Linked DNA regions of Zea mays: regions 2 and 3 are each linked to region 1. The links are chromatin contacts, called in public Hi-C maps. All regions are on one chromosome and are shown on one strand. The core of a region is the stretch at or near the end of the contact, and the rest is flanking DNA. Distances in the headings are between cores, read along the strand shown. Region 1 holds the start of LOC100381424 (putative methyltransferase PMT3). Region 2 has its middle 32 kb from the start of LOC103626168. Region 3 overlaps LOC103626168 (probable serine/threonine protein phosphatase 2A regulatory subunit B''delta).

Region 1 (3,968 bases), core at 436-2,935:
ATTAAAACGCCTTTCAGGTGGAGGGCAATGCCTCTCATAGTGCTCCATCAGGTTTAAATCCAGCTTCAGCCTCATTTGATATATCAAGTTCCTATCCAAGCAGGGGATCAGTTCAGAGTGCCGGTCATCACACACCTAAGCAACCAAGAAAACAAACAATTTAAATCATGAACAGACAATCCACAAGAGAAAAGGGCTGGTCACGCGTTGGGAACTTACAGGAAAGCTCTTGGGCTTGACATCATCTGCATCCCCGGTTCCAAAAATGGACTCTTCAGAGCCATCCTCACCATCATCACTGCCCCATCCAAGTGACCGTGAGAATTTGGTCCCGTACTCAAATGCGGCGCTCCCAGCCTGTCCATTGGAGCCCGAGAAATACAAGAAGAGGAGACATAGGCACACAATCATCACACAGCACAGCACAACCGGCCTCTTGCTGTGCCCCGAGTCATTTCTCCCCTTCATCCCGGATCCCAACGAGCCTTGCCCTCCCTCTAGTAAGCACAGGCCTCAGGATTCATAAATGACTGACTGGAAACCCTCCCCTCTCAGTCACACTGATCTGCAAAGAACACCAGTCCTTAGAAACAACCCTATCACTATAAGAAGCTATCAGTAAGCAGGAAACCCTACCACAAACACAGCCTGCAGAACTGAACCAAGATGGAAGCCCCCCGATAACGGAAATCAACGAGAAAAAAATAAACTCTCCCACCAAACGCCCCAAGACTTGTACAAGATGCAATTAAACGGGTCATTTCCTGTCAAGTAAGCCAACCTTCAATGCCCAAGGGTGAAACAGAAACAGCAGCAGCAGCAGTGAAGTGGGGGACAGATCACGAAGAGGAAAGGTCACCATACCCCTTTAAATAAAGCACCCTTTTGCGGGTTATTTTACTCGCGGATTCCGATCTCGAGGGCTCTTGTTGGGGGAAGCGGGCTTGGAATTCGGAATTCCGTTCCCCCGCACCGAACCTTAAGAACTTGGATTAGGCGGCCAAGCATACACGGAATGAAAATTCGGATTTGACGCAATTTTTGGATTAGGCAGCCAGACGCACAACAGACGCTGAGACGCATTAAAAATGCTTTGAATTTGACGCGGTTCAAATGCTCGACAGCGACGGCCACACTGCGCCACGGTGTGGCAGTGCGACGCGTGATGGGAGTGGAATACAGCGAGATCGCAAACTAACCACTTGAACGTTGCGGGCCTAGTCCCAAAACAGACGGAACCAACCGAATCCTAACAGACGAGTAAAACACCAAACGGAAGCAATCACAACACGGGATAGATAGACCTCGGCCGCGACCGCTGCGCAGGCATCGGGCTGAAATCGCGCAAGCGAGCACACGTATCCACGGCGGCTGCTACCTCGGGCGAACCCCGACGGAACGCCGGGCCGTGTGAACGGCGGCAACAGATCGAGCAAGGCTGCCCCGCCGCCGCCGCCGCCTGGGCCGAGGCAGGGACCCGCATTGCGGCGCGGACCGAGAGGAGGCGAGGGATGGAGGGACAGAGCGACGCACCGTGTCGCGGGTCGCAGCGCCACCGCGGGGCGCGGTCGCCTCCGGTCGCAGCGCAGGGGTGGAGCGGAGAGGCAGCCGGTCACGGAGCGAGCGAGCGCCAGCGGAAGGCCTCGACTTGCGGGGTAGCGCGAGCGAATGTGGAGAGAGAGAGAGATGTAGGCCTATTAGGTAAAAGCTGCACTCCGGTGAGTTAAGGTGGCAGGATGATGACGACGCGGGGATTTATTATAAGTAAATACTCTCTCTTCGTCTTAAAATAAATTTTGTTTTACATATTTAATAGATTTATACATTAATGTGTTTTATTTATGTGTCTAGATTTATTTTCATCTATTTGATTTGAAGTAATACTAAATTAGTAGTACTACTTATATACAATTAATATAACCTAGCAAATTTTTACTGATTATGTTACCGCGTGCCACTGTGGCTGGTTTGGTGACCACGGATCATGAGGGAGAGGGTAGAGAGCGTAGACGAACCGTGAGCATGAGGAAATACGGAACAGATCAGATAAACATAACAATATTAAGAGTTTGTTTGGTGGACAGGGATATGAAGGGGGTCCATAGAGGAGGGATGTCCACCAAACTGTCCCTAAGCGGCGTTGGTTGGGGATTTGGATGAAGATCTTTGTCACCGTCCGTCTAGAGTCTAGTGGGGCTACCAGAATTGAGTAGTGACACTACTGTTTTATCTTGTGTCGTTGTCGTGACTTGTTTCCAGCAGATTATACGTCCTCATATTCAAACTTCACTTTGCAAATAGTGTAGGCTACAACAGTGCAAAACTGTGTTTTAGGTGATCATATGGATAAATACAGCCCTCACATGAGTCTTAGGTTCCACTTTATACATCTTTTCGTTTTTTTAATTCTAATAAAAACGATCTATTTTTCATTTCAACATGTTGGTATCGAATTGCACGCCATTGTTACGAGAATCGGGGAGAGACATGCTGAAATCGGATCCCCATCGAATTAAAGCAGTATAGGTTCGCAATATCAGCAATAACTAATATGCAATCCGACTTCATGTGCAAGCGTGCAAGTGAATCTTCTTGTCCATTAAGTTATGATCCTGAAAGTTCCCTTGTCCGGGATCTAGATGTCGCCTAGAGAGGGTGAATAGGCGAATAAAAAATAACACTTAGAAACTAGAAATTCTTACTCTACTCGAAGATTGGATTGCAATGGAATGAAAGACCCTTCGAATAGGTCGCAGTGGAATTAAAGTTCATGTCTCAAAATACCCTACACTTCAAAGACAACTTATACCACATATAAGTATTGAAGTGCAAGTATAAAATACAATTAAGAGAGAGAGAGCACATAACACAGAGCAGAGCACATAGACACAGGGATTTATCTCGAGGTTCGACCAAACCTGAAATGCTTGTCTAGTCCTCGTTGAAGTTAGCCACACCTTGGCTTGGAGTCTTGTCGGCGTTTCGAACCCGGGGGGTCCCTGGACCGACGAGTAAATTGTCGCCGCGTGCCCCAGCCTAGATGGGTCGACGCGAGACGGAGCGCGAAGGGGAGAAGAAGCCGGAGGAAGACAAGCGTAAAAGGGGAAACCCACGACCTTCGTGTTTGTCTCGCGCCCAGGTCGGATGCGCTTGCAGTAGGGGGTTACAAGCGTCCACGCGGGAGGGAGGGAGCGGCTTACGCGAGCGTCGTCCCGTACTTCCCCGCGCGGCCAACCCTCTATAAGAGGGCCCTGGACCTTCCTTTTATAGGCGTAAGGAAAGGATCCAGGTGTACAATGGGGGGTGTAGCAGTGTGCTAACGTGTCTAGCGGAGGAGAGCTAGTGCCCTAAGTACATGCCATCGTGGCAGCCGGAGAGGTTTTGGCACCCGATTCGTGTGGTGTCGTGGCCGTCGGAGGAGCGCTGGAGCCTGGCGGAAGGACAGCTGTCGGGGCTGTCAAGTCCTTGCTAACGTCCCCTTGCTTCCGTAAGGGGGCTGAGAGCCGTCGTCGTCATAGAGCATGCGGGGCGTCATCATTACTTGTTTACCGGGGCGAGCCAGATGGGACGCCGGTCTTGTTCCCCGTAGCCTGAGTTAGCTTGGGGTAGGGTAATGATGGTGCCTCCTGTGATGTGGTCGGTCTGAGCCCTTAGTTGGGCGAGGTGGAGGCTCCTCCGAGGTCGAGGTCGAGTCTGTCTTCCAAGGCCGAGGTCGAGTCCGAGCCCCTGGGTCGGGCGAGGCGGAGACCGTCGGCTGAGGCCAGGGCTGAGTCCGAGCCCTGGGGTCGGGTGAAGCGGAGTTTGTCGTCTTCCGGGGCTGAGCCCGAGTCCGAGCCCTGGGGTCGGGCGAAGTGGAGTTCGTCGTCTTCTGGGGCTAAGCCCGAGTCCGAGCCCTGGGGTCGGGCGATGCGGAGTTCGTCGTCTTCCGGGGCTGAGCCCGAGTCCGAGCCCTAGGGTCGGGCGAAGCG
Region 2 (4,047 bases), core at 754-3,253, 87 kb after region 1:
TGCCCATCTCCTTGGTCGCGACACCCCCCCCCCCCCCTCAGCTTCTTCTCCGTGGAGCTCGCCTCTACGCCTGACTCCTGCTCGTTGAATCTCCAGCCGCGTCGTCGCCTTGCTGCTCGCCAGCGTCTTCTCTGCCCCTGCGCATCCATGGCGATGTCCCCTGCGGCAGCTTCCTCGGCGCGCAGCCTCCCTCCCAGCTCGACCTCTTCCCCGCGCCGGCTTGGAGCTTCCACGGCCGCACCAAATTCCCCATGCCCGCTGCCGTTCGCTGCTCGAAGCTTCCATGTCGCGCGTCGTGCTTCTCTGCTCGCCATGGTGGCGCGCTCTGCTCGCCCATGGAGTTGCCCAGCCCCTCTGCTCGTCGGTCGAATTCTCTGTGTCTGCGCCCATGGCCGAGCGGCTCCCATGGCGCGCTATCTGAACCTCCACGCTCGTTGACCAGATTGATTATGCCCCCAAAATTATCAAAGTGAAATTGTTAATTACATCTTTTTTGCATTAGTTTCATAAGTCATGTATTCAAATTATATGCAAAAGAGAGAATAAATATGGTAGTTTATGAAATCTGTTAACACTGTAGATATAGAGGATGAAATTTAGGGGATGTTGTTGGAGATGAAAAAAATATAGAGGACGAAATCTTTTAGAGGATGTTGTAAAGTACATGGAATATTCCTTTAGAGGACGAAATTTAGAGGATATTGCTGGAGACAGTCTTAGGCTAGGAAGGGCAAAACTTGGATAAGATGGACTATGAGTAGTCCAAGAGTTTGGATAATTTCTAAATGTCATTAGGAACCTATTTGAGCACCTTAGATAGTTTAGAAGTTCAGATTTTGGAAAAGGTGCATTTGGAGCCTAATTTGAGCCAAAATAGGAATGTGGCTTAAATGAAGCAAATAAAAGAACTATGACTTAGACTAGTTGGACAGACTCTAGATATGTTTGTCTAAGTCATAGGAATGCTCTCAAGGACAGTCGAATTAAATTGAAGAAGAATTTTCCAAGTTGGACTTCCACTACAACCTTTTATGCCTTCTATGACGAATATACAATGACACCGCACACATTCGTCATAAATTAGTTCTGTTTATGACATTTTCTGATAGCTAACCCCACATAGTGGCGCAAAAAATCTTCGTCATTAAAGTCGTCATAATTTGGAAGAATCGGATCTTTATGACGATAAGATTCATTAGCAAAAGCACCCGAAGCTTTGAAGCAGATGGATCAACATAACCACAATTGACCCTGTTTTCCACCTACTAGCAGCAGGAGTATTCATTTTGTTCTGGAACACTTCCCAAATCAATATACGAAAAAGGGCAATCTCAGTATTTAAGTAAGAGATTTATTATACGTATGCTAATCCATGCATCTGGAATGATACTTGCATAGGAAAGAAAGAAGTGTGTTTAGCGAGTAATAGGAGAAAGGAGTATGTATGGCTAGGTAATAGAGAACAATAAAGCAATCAACACCTGCGTATCGTTCCATTCACTAGTACTGTACAACTAATACTAGCTTGTAACACTCACTAGCAAAAGTAATCATAAAATTGAATCGTCATAATACCCTTTTATGCCATAATCGTGACGATATAGTGTGTCATATCATGTTTCATGATAACTTTTATTATTTTAATACAAATAATAATGTAAAATCGGTTTTTACATGCGCAGGTATTTATGTGCATATTTGCACACCTGTATCGGTGCTCTGTTTCAGAAAATACTTTAAAAAACAAAAATACTTTAAAAAACTTCAAGCCTCGAACCTGAGACATTTTAAAAAGGGAAAATGATCCAAACCACTACAGTAGTGTTGTACTTGTGATATGCTATTGAAGTTAGTCAACTAAGTGCTATTACGCAGACCCAATAGTCTCAACCTCTCGCCGGCCCAATTCGTGGTTGCCTGCTCGTTGCTACACGGTTTACAGGTTTAGCACCATCTCAATTGCTCAAGGAGGTGTTGTCAGATTAAAAACTCAAGGTCGCTTACCACTTCAAGCTTTTGTACACTACTTGTGCCTATTTATTTGGACAGTACAATGGGTTGTGTGGTTCTCTGTTGGGCTTGTCGTCGATTCCCAGGCCCATTTGGACCTTTTTTGTTTTTTGGTTAATTTTGCTAGCCGACCTTTTTTCTTATTTTTGTTAAGATTGCGGCACGGAGAAAATCTAGATCAAGAAAGAAAACCCTAGGAAAAAATGACACATCTTAATAAAGGAATAGGTAGATATGTATCTACCCATATTTCCTATTCTTTATATATAGACAGTTCTCTGAATTAGAAAAAACGATACATCTCAATAAAAGAATAGGTAGATATGTATCTATCCAGAATTTCTATTCTCTATACAAAGACAGGATAGGAGTGCATGTCACGTTTTTCACAAGAATCAGGCCCTGGTCGCTGCTGCACGTTGTCGCAGATATCTAAGCACGTCGACGTTAGCTTCCCCGAGCAAGGTAATTTAATAATCTAGTAAGATAAACAAATATAAGAAGTCGTAAAATTATTTATCTAATAATCTCACACGACGCCCTATCACTTAGGCTGGTGCTGCTATGGTTTTGAACACATCTTCAGCGCGGTAGCCGACATCGATCAAAGCCATTGTCCGTTCGTCTAGTTGTAATGAATTTGCAGTCTCAACTATTGATGGATGCGACATGTGAAAATAGTGGTAGGATCCACCAATTAATTCAAACTATATAATTCAATAGTAGGATTTCAAGCATAAATTTATCATACCTTGAGTCCCAAACTCTAATCTTCTCACCAAACAGTGTAGCTGAAGACCTTGGTGTTGGTCTACTAGACTGAGATGAAGTCATGGAGGACAACGGTTCAACAACCAAACCAAGATACTAACACATAAAAGAAAGGAATATAATTTTTTTAAAACCTAGCATTGATTGTTTTACCTGGTTATCATATAACCTTAAAAAGGTAAAGTATAAGTAGCAAAATTTTATAACATTAAAAATTGATCTAACTCTACAGAAGCTACTATATGCAGCAACAAGGGTATAAATTGATCTAACTGAAACAATAACAAAACATCGATTATATCATGATCAAAAGGAGAGGTTGTATTGTATAATACTCTAAGTAGCCCAAGTAAATAAAAAGAGATGAGATCTAATGAAGTTGCTCTAAGAGAAATTCTGCCAGATTGACTAAAGGCAATCCCATTTCCCTATACCAAACAATAAAGGAGGGTTGATGCCAAAAAAAATATGTTTCAGCAGATCCTCTTTCCAATTCTCTTTTCCTAAAAGGTTTTTCGATCCTTTAAAATTATGCCACGATCCCCCAATCAAAGGGAACAACCAAAGTTTTTTTTCTCAATCCACTTCCATCTTGTCCTATCATTGATAGCTTGTGTCCACCAGTGAAAGGCCCTAGTTTGATTTTAGTAATTGAGTGACAACCTTAGGTTGACTAATTTTTTCTATATCAAGAAACATGGGTGATTAGTCCTCAAGTGTACTAGTTTGAGAAATTGCTTGGTTATTTTGCAAGTGCTCAACTAGTGCTTTGGAAGAGGTTGTTACATATGAGACATGTCGGCGTTTCGACCCCGGGGGGTCCCTGGACCGACGAGTAAATTGTCGCTGCGTGTCCCAGCCCAGATGGGTCGGCGCGAGATGGAACACAAGGGGGGAAAAGGGGAACCGCGGCTCGTGTTATCCTGCGCTCAGGACGGATGCGCTTGCAGTAGGGGGTTACAAGCGCTCGCGAGGGAGAGAGAGAGAGAGAGAGAGAGAGAGAGAGAGAGAGAGAGAGAGAGAGAGCCTGTCCGTCAGCCCGTCCTCCCGCGCGGCCACCTTCTCGTACAAGGGCCCTGGACCTTCCTTTTATAGATGTAAGGAGAGGGCCCAGGTGTACAATGGGGGGTGTAGCAACGTGCTAACGTGTCCGGCAGAGAGGAGCCAGAGCCCTATGTACATGCCGACGTGGCTGTCGGAGAGGTGTTAGTGCCCTGTTCATGTGATGTCGTGGTCGTCGGAGGAGCGCTTGAGCCCTATAGAAGC
Region 3 (3,952 bases), core at 162-2,661, 100 kb after region 1:
ACTTGTAATCTTGTGACATTACACCAACTACATTTGTGGTGTAGCCACCACCACGTATTGAAGGAAACAAGATACAGTGTTTTAGCCAAAAACTCAATAGTGAAGACAACGAAGAGCATCCAACGAAGACCACACCAGAGCCCTAATTGCACATGAATGCCTAAGGCTATCTACAAAATTATCTAACTAAAAAATAGTCCCTACCTTTATTTGTGTGTGACTACAATAAAGGTTAAGGGCTAGTTTGAAAACTCAAATCCTCTTTGAAATTGGAGGGAGATAGGGAAAAAACTTTGCACGCTTCTCAATACCTAAGTAAGAATAACAATCAAAGTCACCAACAAAAGTTTGTATATCTATCACACTTAAAACTTCGAGTTTCTGTATTTATACCTTCTATCGCATTTAAAGCTTCCAATTTATATTGTATATGTTATGTATTTACCTTCCTAGCTTAGTTAATAGTCTAATGGATGTGTTTAAAAACTAAGTTGCATAACCCTGTAGTAGGGATAGGTTTGAAAACTAAAACTAAATTACATAACTCTTCATGATAGACGTAACTCTTCGAGAGGCATAGCACCTGATCACATATAAGATAATTTATTTATTATATAGATTTTAACTAGACAAAAAAAGGGTTGTTTAAGTTTCAACTAGGCAAGAAACTAACACCTCAATTTAAGAGCGAAATAGATTACCTAAATCTTTCTAAGAATGTATTTAGTTGAACGTACAAGAAGAGATAGGAGATGACTTGTTTCACTCCTGGCTCATCCTAGTTTGACTTAAATCAAACACATCCTAAGACGAGCACGAAAACATTGATAGAAATGAGCCGACAAATGAAAAGTATAGCCAAGTAAGACTCGTCTTTAAAGGGAAAGGTGAGATAACACACATACGAAATTTCCGCTCATCACGACATAAGTAGCTCAATAGGGAAAGCACTTTCAGATAAGAGATCGAACCCAACGAATAGTACTTGAAACCTAAAACTTCTCTGAATTTACACCTTAACAAAAATTGGATTGACAATGTTATCTACCTTTGTGTTACTATGCACCCAATCCACAGCTTCTCGGTGATGTTACAAAATGACAACAGTATCCATCCGCCCAAGATGCACCAAGAATTACAGAACAACACGCTGATGATAAAGCAGAACTGGAAAGCTACATGCCACGATCTTAGTTTGATGGAAGTGCTAGCCCACGCTTCCAAGATTAACAAAGAAAATGCAGGCAAACATTAACAGTTCAGCTCCAAAATTTTAGCACAACAATTGAATTAACAGATATCCACCCTAAGGACCAATCAGAACACAAATGCAACTAGTCGACCAGGAAGGGTCCATCACTATATTATCATTTGCGACTGCTGAGGGTGTTGACTTGAAACTGCAGGGCGCCCACCAACCTCCCCAATTTTCCAGCCAAAAATATCGAATCAGATCTGCACAGTAAAACTTGTAAGTAGTCTTCAGTGTCACTGAATCTGCTGTGAGCCTACAATGGCCTCAGCACTGTAGCCACCGACTTTACAATTCTTCCGCTTCACAACCATAATCACCCATGTTCAACCAAATTCGTGCAGCAAGATCTGTAAACAGAAAATTCAAAAACATACTAAAAAACTAGGAACATGACCACAAGTATATTTATACTTAAAAACATCTCAGATTTGCAACTTTGTTATCCTATTATAGTCCAGGGAAACAAAATGCAAGAAATAAGCAAGGAAGCACCTCTCCAACGCTCATGTATTCAACCAGCAAACCATTGGGTGACAGTTCTGGTTTTAACACCACCCCCCCCCCCCCCCCCCCGGCAAAACTCCATGTTATTTCTAGTCTTGGCAACGACTAATATGCAAGCAATTATTAGGTGCAAGCGTGCAAATAGCTCTTTTGGTCCGTTGGATCTAGATCCAACCGTATGTGTAATCGTGGTTTGTTAGGGGCTTTTTTATAAATCCACACGAGGTGGTGGTGGGAGGATTTAAATGCTAAATATAGCATACGTTTAGATCTAGATCTAACGGACCAAAAGAGCTGCTTGCACGCTTGCACCAAATGATTACTTGCATATTAGTCGTTGCCTCTAGTCTTAAACCCTATTATTGAAGTCTAAAGGCATCAAACCTTATATAAATTAGGCAAACCTTCCGGTTAGGAATCGTTCCCGGTGTCTGCTCCCTAGGAACCGAACAGACCCTAAGGTGTACAGAAGACATGAACAGGTCACAGGGTTTAATTACAAGAGAAAGTAAGAGAATAATATTCCCTCCATTGCACAAAAGATATATGCCCATTGACAAAAGAAATAAGGATGTCCTATATATTCTGCAAAAACTTCATGGTGTCTATCATTTCATGGTGTAGCCTTACAAAACTAATTTAGCAATCTTATCGTGCTGTGTTATTAGATTCATTAGACAATACTTAGTACACACTTACACCATTCAGAATGGAGCCTCAAGTGATTCGTCCCACACATCACCACTTCCATTTGAAGCATCTTCACCATCTTCTTCCATGGACAATCTAATATATTCTCTATGCGCAAACCGATCCCACTCAGTCAGCGTTGGATTTTCACGTTCCTACAATTAAACATTATCGGATTATTTAACTTAATACTTGGCAGCAAATTTGAAATATATTAAGGGTTATAATCACCTGGCGAATGAGGAATGGATCACGAGTTTCAAATGCCATGAACTTGTTCAGATTGAAAAGAATATTGAATATATTTCCTGAGAGTTTACACCGTTTTAAGTCCCGTAGAGTAAAATAGCTCTCATTCTGTAGAAAGGAAAAATAGTTATCAAGCCCAGATAAAATGTTTGCCGGATATGTATGAGAATCTACCTCTGGTCCAATCATATCAATCATCTGGCATAATATGTCCCCAAAAACCACAGGTTCCTGTGCCATGCACTCCATTCGGTGCAATTGCTCCTCATAGAAAAATTGCATTTCATTGTAAGTTAAAATACCATTACCATCAAGATCGATGCACTTAAACCTGCAAATTTTAACATATTTCAATAACAAACAATTACAATATTTTAAAGAAAATGCAACTACAAGCTGAGTTATACAATATGTACAACAAATACAGAATACGCTAATCAGAACTCCTCCCTCCAATACCAAACATATGTCCATTCAGCCATCTCACAAATGCATCATGCAACAAATGTAAGTTTGTGATAACTAAGATGCACCTTTTTGCTTCGTTCTTCCGTGTCTACCACTACTGAAATGCACACTGATCAATGTGATACACTTACTAACCATCTTAGGTGCTGTTTCGTTGTAGGATAGGCAATGCAAACATAAAGGAATCAAGTTGCAGCAGTATCCAAAATGGAATAAGTGAGCATGGTTTGTTTGGTTCACTCTGCATCTGTGGCGTTATCTGATCCCGCTAGATGGAGAGTGTAGTCACAATTCTATTAAGCCAGTGTTTGTTTGCATGGCACCTTATCCCAGCACATCATAAGCAAACACAACCTAACGTGTTTCGTTGACACTGATCGGATCCCACACCAAATGTCCAACCAAACAGCACCTTAAACTCAACCAATGATATGAGACTAAATGGGCAATGTAGTCATTGTACCCCTCACCTTAATTCTTGTGCCGAAATCTAAATGTATTTGAGAGTGAAGGGAGTGCGAAATAATGTACTCCCTCCGTCCCAAAATGGTATTCGTTTTAGGGTGTTAATGGATTCATACAATATTTGATGTATGTGTATTATATATGTGTCTAGATTCATTGTCATCTATTTGAATATGGACACAAAAGTAAAGTGCTAAAAGCCTAAAACGAACAATATATTGGGACAGAGGGAGTATATGTGTACATATAGTACAAAAGCAATGCATTCCTAAATAAGATAAAAAAAACTGGATCCTATCTTTTTATAAAGAGAGAGAGATA

Evidence for each region. Hi-C and Micro-C count contacts between places; a contact is called where the count stands out from the background.
Region 2: a contact with region 1 is called in a Hi-C map of leaf, with 3 times the contacts expected there. The contact joins the enhancer-like site here to the promoter of LOC100381424 in region 1. A contact is called at or near these places in 2 of 25 Hi-C or Micro-C datasets (ear and leaf).
Region 3: a contact with region 1 is called in a Hi-C map of endosperm, with 3 times the contacts expected there. The contact joins the enhancer-like site here to the promoter of LOC100381424 in region 1. A contact is called at or near these places in 6 of 25 Hi-C or Micro-C datasets (bundle sheath, ear, endosperm and 3 more).

Annotation. Positions count from the first base shown.
Region 1 is chr5:30,332,045-30,336,012 of Zm-B73-REFERENCE-NAM-5.0, forward strand. It overlaps LOC100381424 (putative methyltransferase PMT3), which reads right to left and starts at 1,686. Exons shown (of 8, transcript NM_001174265.1): 1 at 1,534-1,686; 2 at 220-565; 3 at 1-135. The coding sequence starts at 468.
Region 2 is chr5:30,418,243-30,422,289 of Zm-B73-REFERENCE-NAM-5.0, forward strand. No RefSeq gene overlaps it. Among protein-coding and RNA genes, the nearest start is that of LOC103626168, 32 kb to the right of the region's middle. Within about 2 kb of position 2,004, at least 9 of the 20 cell types and tissues checked have an H3K27ac peak or open chromatin away from gene starts, as enhancers often do. A contact at or near this core is called in leaf, where this site is marked.
Region 3 is chr5:30,435,365-30,439,316 of Zm-B73-REFERENCE-NAM-5.0, forward strand. LOC103626168 (probable serine/threonine protein phosphatase 2A regulatory subunit B''delta) reads right to left here. Exons shown (of 13, transcript XM_020538292.3): 10 at 2,873-3,029; 11 at 2,681-2,806; 12 at 2,459-2,604; 13 at 959-1,602. The coding sequence ends at 2,464. Among protein-coding and RNA genes, the nearest start is that of LOC103626168, 15 kb to the right of the region's middle. Within about 2 kb of position 1,412, at least 5 of the 20 cell types and tissues checked have an H3K27ac peak or open chromatin away from gene starts, as enhancers often do. A contact at or near this core is called in endosperm, where this site is marked.